2 separate regions of the Zea mays genome follow, and region 2 is linked to region 1. A link is a contact called in public Hi-C data. All regions are on one chromosome and are shown on one strand. Each heading gives the region's core, a stretch centred on a gene start, on an enhancer-like site or on the middle of the called end of the contact. The rest is flanking DNA. Distances are from core to core; before and after follow the strand shown. Region 1 has its middle 51 kb from the start of LOC100278967. Region 2 has its middle 47 kb from the start of LOC103644829.

The links. Hi-C and Micro-C count contacts between places; a contact is called where the count stands out from the background.
Region 2: a Hi-C map of leaf mesophyll shows a contact between it and region 1, with 3 times the contacts expected there. The contact joins two enhancer-like sites. A contact is called at or near these places in 2 of 25 Hi-C or Micro-C datasets (endosperm and leaf mesophyll).

What each region holds. Positions count from the first base shown.
Region 1 is chr1:104,065,865-104,069,213 of Zm-B73-REFERENCE-NAM-5.0, forward strand. No RefSeq gene overlaps it. Among protein-coding and RNA genes, the nearest start is that of LOC100278967, 51 kb to the right of the region's middle. Within about 2 kb of position 1,682, at least 19 of the 20 cell types and tissues checked have an H3K27ac peak or open chromatin away from gene starts, as enhancers often do. A contact at or near this core is called in leaf mesophyll, where this site is marked.
Region 2 is chr1:104,527,188-104,530,536 of Zm-B73-REFERENCE-NAM-5.0, forward strand. No RefSeq gene overlaps it. Among protein-coding and RNA genes, the nearest start is that of LOC103644829, 47 kb to the right of the region's middle. Within about 2 kb of position 1,759, at least 17 of the 20 cell types and tissues checked have an H3K27ac peak or open chromatin away from gene starts, as enhancers often do. A contact at or near this core is called in leaf mesophyll, where this site is marked.

The DNA.
Region 1 (3,349 bases), core at 432-2,931:
GCTTTCACTCCCCGTTGGATCAACTTGCCCAGGAGAGCAAGTTCCAACAATATTCAGAAGTATGAACTGACCTTTTCTCATCATTAAGGCACTGAAGTATGGCAGGAACTACTACAAAAAACAATTCATCGTCTTCTTTTTGTTGTAATTGCATGAATTTCCTAATTTTTTCCTTTCGATATTCCATAATCTTGTTACTAGAGCCCATTATCTAAAAGTTGCAAATAGTACATAACTTAGTTATAGTATTAAAAGTTAGTAAGATAACTATTATTGAACTGCTAATATCATATCTGTTTGGACAAACATGGAAATATAATGCATGTTCTCAAAAGACATGTAACAACACAGCAAACAGATAAATTGATTTAAGAACAAAAAACTGCAAGTCTGCAAGTAGACCACCTCAAGTCTGCAAGTGTAGGGTACATATGTAGCCAGTAGCATGAAAGAAAGCCATATAAAAACTGAACTGCTAAGATAAATATTATTGAACAGAACTGCTTTCCCATTTCAAAATATTTGACGAACACGACTTACAATAAATCTTAAAATTAAAAGACCCTAATCAGATATAATCTTTTAGCATTTGACCCAAACTATGTCGAAATAATGGAAGCTTAGAAAATATCTATAGTGGTCCAAACAGCGTGGCTCTAGTTTAGCAAGAATTGCAAAGTGTGCAAAGGGGTCGGCCGAGGGAAGAGGAGCACCTCCGCTCATGGCTCATGCCCACGTGCCTCTGGGTGACTGGGATGTGACTTAGTTTAGGCTCCAACACTGACGTGTGTGGCTTGCCGCTCGCCGGGTGGAGAAAATATTAGAGAATAGGCAACAACAATCGGAGAACAGACAACGACAACAGATCTTCCTCTTACCTCTCTCCTTCGTAGCTGCAGGCCGTGTCAGCGGCTCCAGGTCCACTACCGACACGTCCCAGCGATGGAGAGGGGTGACGAGAAGCCTGAGCGAGTGGGGATGGATGTAAAGCCCAAAATTTGTATAAGGGAATAATAATAATAATAATAATAATTAATAAATAAATAAATAAATAAAATAGTAAAGTGAGATATCTCTAATTTATACTTCAGATTTGGATTTTGAGGACTGAAATTGCGAAACAAAGAATGAATAAAGAAAGGTTTTCTATCCAACTAAATAATTATTCATTTCGTTAAAAAATTAAACATTATAAGCATTTATTTAAATGAGTATTGATACATAAGGATAGTATTAAATTTAGATGACTCAAATCAAAACTGGATATTTAAAATTTTAAACATAATTTGAAACTCATAAAAATAAATAATAGGAGGTTTGCATATTTATTTGAGTGAATACTCCTTTCATCAATGCTATACTTAGAGGCATTTATTAAAGTAAGTAATAAATAAAGAAGCAAAAGAAAACTTTGCATCATGCTGGATATTTTGATTGTGCATGATAACTTTGACCCTAAGTTTGAATTACAAATTTGAATTTGGAATGGAAAATAAAAATAGAAAATGAAATCTGAAAAGGAATAAAAGAAAAATGAACTCCTGGCGCTTTGGGCCGAATTTCATGCTTCCGGCCCAATTCTACCTCACCCGCCAGCCCAACGCGTCACCTGTGCACCTATGGAATTACTGCCTGTGCCAGGTGGGCCCTACCTGTCATTTCTCTTTCCCTTCCCTTTTCTCATACAGAGCCACTTGCGTGCGGGCCCACATGCCGGTCTCTCCACGGCTGCGCGCGCGTGTGTACCACTGTGACGTGGGGCCTAGTTGTCGGGTCGGTCTTCCTCACCACGCTCGCGGCGATTCCACGACAAGGAACTTCGTAACAGACTCGCGCGCGCATCGGGCATGCCCAACAACCTGGGCCGAGCCCTATTCTGCCCCTGCGCTCGGCACCCTGCCTTATATATACTCCTCCCCGGTTGCCCTAGTTCATGGAATTAGATGAGGAGTTGAAGAACGAAGCTCAGGGAGGGCATGTTGTTGCGCCGCGGTACTGTCGAGTGCGTGGGCGAGGATGGTGGGTGCCTTAAAATCAGGTAATGTGTCCCTAGATGTATTTGTTTTGTCCTTCGCGTGGGGTAGCTTTAGTAGACGTTGAGCCTGGGAAATCGGAGACTCCATGGGGCCTTGCCATCCATGGCGCCGCTGCCGTGGGCTCGGGCGCCGTCGGGTCTGGCCGGTAGGAGGAAGAAGCACTGGAGCCGTTGGATCAAAGTCGTATGACTCGGATTAGGCGCAGGTATACCACTTCGTTCATCCGCCCTGGACCGTTGGATGTTAGATGGTCGTTTAGGAGTAAATCCATGAACTGGTGGGGGAACTTTAATATGAACCGTAGATCTCTCATGAACGCCCGAGATTAGATCTAGGTGTTTTAATTCTGGGCCGTTGTGGTAGATCGGATGGTCCAGCCAGCTTCGTACCCCCCTTCGGTCGCCTATTATGCTAAAGAGACCCTGGGGTTTTACAAAATTAACCCGCCGTCCACGGAAAGCACATAGTAATTGCAGTTGTACCCTAAATTTACAAATTGACCCCCAAACTCCCTGGTTATTGTGTGCACAGTTTAGAAGCTTAGGAAATTAATGGAAATGATATAGAAAATGGTTTTTGTGCATAAAAATATATCTAGAACTTATTTAATTCATAGAAATTCCATTGTAACTCCTTTTTAATCCGTTTCAGTTGCATTAATTTTGTTTCAATGTTGTCTATCATCTAGTAACTCTGTTTAGTCATGAAACCTATATCAAAATTATCCACTTGATTTATTCTATACCAGACATTTAATATTTTCGGAAAATCGTAACTCGATAACCGTAACTCCGAATTTAGTGGTTCTCAAACCTAGGGTCTCGTTAAGACGTGTAGAATATTCTTATGTAGTTTGTTCTTATGTTTGGTGTGATGTTAATTTTGCCTATACACTGTTTGTCTGTATTGCTACGACGAGCAGCGAGGTTGCGAGTCATCTAAAGCTCATCCTGGTACCTGGAATCTCAAGTCCCAGGCAAGTTGTGCCCTTGATCACTTCCTTTTACCCAATCATGTTCTTATTAATCATAATGATCTGCATAGGTTAATTTTGATGGGACCCAATAGGTTACCCTAGTTTGACTATCTTTATACCTTGTTTACCACTGAATTTTTGGGTAGTACACGCTATTGCTTTATGTGGTTTTGGGTATGGAGATACACAATATTCATGATCATACATTTATTATCAGTTTGTTATTTATTGTTCATGATAAGATCATTATGTTAATTGTAACATGGAGAACCACCCGCGAAAACAATGCTACCACAAGGGTGGTATGGGACGCCCTTGGCTGACTAATTATGAAAGC
Region 2 (3,349 bases), core at 509-3,008, 460 kb after region 1:
TTGTTACTTCTCGGACATGAAGACTTGGTCACTGCCCTACACGTAGCAATCCAGTGAACTGAAGGAATGATAAAAGATGGCTAGCATAGGCCAAGTGTCTGATCTAGGCTAGAAAGAACTCTAGATGCAGGTAACTACTTAACCTGATAATAAAAATGGATTTTTAAGGATCCACTCATAGTAAGCTTTTTGCAAACAGAGTCTTTGAATTTTGATGAGCTTTACCTTGATTCCCAAAAGCCAGCATATCCTTGAGAGTCTTTTTCCTTTGACGATTAAGACTTGCGAACATACACTCCGTACTCAGGGTTTTCAAACCCATGTTGTTGTAGGTGATGAAAGGGCGGAGTTCTGCTGTTTCTGTTCTAAGGTGGTGCCGAAGCAGGCGGAAGAACACTAAACTTACTTGGGGGAGGGTGTTTTGCCTCCCAGTTATGTAATAATAAGTTCTCCACTCAAACATCCGGTTATGTAATAATAAGTTCTGCACTCGGTTATTTGTAATGTCTGCGTGATGGGTTAAGCGCTCTTGGGCGATATGATGAATATACAGATAACCGAACTTGTCGAGTCATTATGCGCACCTGCATGACTATCTGAGGTCCTTAGGACAAGGACATCTGTGGGTGGGCATAATACATTGGGAGGTTCTGTCACAATTATATAATAAAATTCCGTACAAAATAGCTAAGTAAAATACAACTTAGGACGACAACGATCCTACGCAACTATAGTTGACTGAGAGACGACAGCCTAGACCTCTCCGAACTCATTATTACATCCTTCATGCACTTCAGGTGGTACCTGTTTTTCACACGATGTGATTATAGCAAGTGTGAGCTCACATACGTTCATCGCTCGGTAAATGTGGAGAATAATATGGATGAGCTCGTTATGGTGGGGTCATGTGTAGTGTAAGGCTTACCGAGGAAAATGGTTAAGGTTGAGCATTGCTTTTAAATAAGTTGGTCAAAATTTTATTAGCAATTACTAAGCGTAAGTAGATACCAACCCAATTAAATAATTGATCATAATGAATAATAAATCCCACAATGCAACGCATGACATGTAAAGTTTAATTTTATAACTTACTCATGTGAGGGTCTGAGCCGCTAATGACCGAAAAGCAATAGAAAAACTACCCAATAATTCATTTGTATGCAAGGTGTGGTGTAAACAAAGCTAGGTAACCTATTAGGTCCTATCATGTTAACTTAAGCTTGTCACGGTGATTTTCATGAACATTATTAGGTAAAAAAATATGATCAAGGACACAACTTGCGTTATACCTGTGATAACCTTGTTGTCCAGATGTTGCCTCAAAAGATGGGCATCAGATTCCTCGTCGCCTTGCCTCTACTTGTAGAAATACATACAAACAAGCAAATGATGAATACAGTTACATAACATTACAACAAAGCATAAGAACAAACCACGTAAAAATATTCTACGCGTCGCTACGTAACCGTAGGTTCAAGAACTACTAGGATCTGAGTTGAAACAATTAAGTTATGAATTTTATAAGATTATCGAATTGTTTTTGTGCTAAAAACTCAATTTCGTATTTAAATAACTGATTCTATATGATTTTATACTGCAGATACTTATTCCCTAAAACGCAGGGGACATTTTGTGAAAGTCTGGACCTAACCATAATGATCTTATACCTTTGCTGGACTACGGGTTTATTTACAAATTGTACAGGGTCTCTTTAGACAAATGACCATAGCGAAGGGGTACGTTTTTTTCTCCGTCGTCCGATCTAGAATCTACGGACCAGATTAGATCTCAAAACATAACCGAACAGGTACACATGTCCTCCGATAGATCCCATCGAACGCTCACGATTTTATTAGGTTTAATCAAGTTCTACCTGTCAGATTCTGAATCAACGATCCAGACCCGACCTACAAATCGATATGCGATCTCCTAACCTCATACGTTGGTACATGATCCAACAGCCACGACTTCCATCCAACCAACACACAACGTGCCTTACTCCCTCCCTCTCCCACAGCCAGCCAACGGCGGCATTCGCCAGCCATGGCGCAGGGATCACTGGAGCGCAGCAATCCGGCAGTCTCGCGACCCAAAACCGATCTGAGTGTCGCTACACTATGCACAGAACAAGGTGATAACTACAAGGAGATTCTTACTGGCGGTGGAGGCGCCTGAGAGTGTAGCCCACAGGGGTATGGAGACACCACAGCTACGGCGAACAATTCGCTGTGCCTTGGTCATGCCCCGAGCTCAGTTGACCACGGAATAGACTCCGTGAAGCCCGACGATGCTCCCGGACCTCCATTTGGCTTTTGAACAACGCCTCGGGGTGCAAGACCACGTTGGCGGCACCCATTCTTCCCCGACGCTAATGGCAGCTCTCATAGCTTTCGTCCCTTGGTTCCTCTAATCGACACTTGGTTCATGGGTGGCGCGTTGAATGGTTCCAGGGTGTGGGTGTGGGTGCGGGCGATGGTTTTTATGCTCTGGAGCCCACAAATTTTGCCATGGAGGAGCAGCTGATGATCCTGTGCGACTTCAACTGAATCCCTTGTTTCCGTCGAATTTGTTATGGAAGGAAGAGGACAGTTCGGATGAAGCGGTGCCATGCGCTAGTGTCCAAATAAAGTCCGCCGCGCTGTGGGACTCGCCGGTCATCTGCCTGGGCACACGTAGGCGAAGATCTGTGAGACGACTGGCTGACAACGCGAGACCACAAGTCAGTGCTGGCGCATGAATGATAAAGCTGACCAGTGGGGTCCTCCTGTCAGTGCACAGAGGGGAAGGCTGGGCCGAGCGGTGAGGGGAAAGGGAGAAGATGGGCTGGCTGGGCGGTTTGGGCCGAAGAGCGCAGGTACTTATATTTTTCCTTATTCGTTTTTTTGTTTTCTATTAGTTTTAAATATTTTAAATTTAAATGAGTTACCAATTCAACTGTAGATACAACAAACAAAGAAATCCAGCATGTGACTAAACATATTTATAGTATTAGTTATTCTTATCAATTTAGGCAAATATTTTAAATATGTAATGCACACACACATGCGATATTTGCTTCAATAGTTCATAAAAAATTTTAGTACTCATTATGTATTTTCCTCAATATAAAATGCTTTACCCCCTTTTAGAATATAATTTATATCCTAAAAGAATAGACTTATCAATTAGTTAGTTTGAGATACATTTATATTTATATAATTAGGTTTCAAATCAAATTCTAGTCTTTAGTAGAAAACATATTTATTCTAAGAGATGTGATTTGAAAGATAAGAAAATTATTATACTTTTATTCAAATTCTATGGATTTTTTTTTCTAAATATCAAAAATAGAATTTTGAGGTGTTACAGA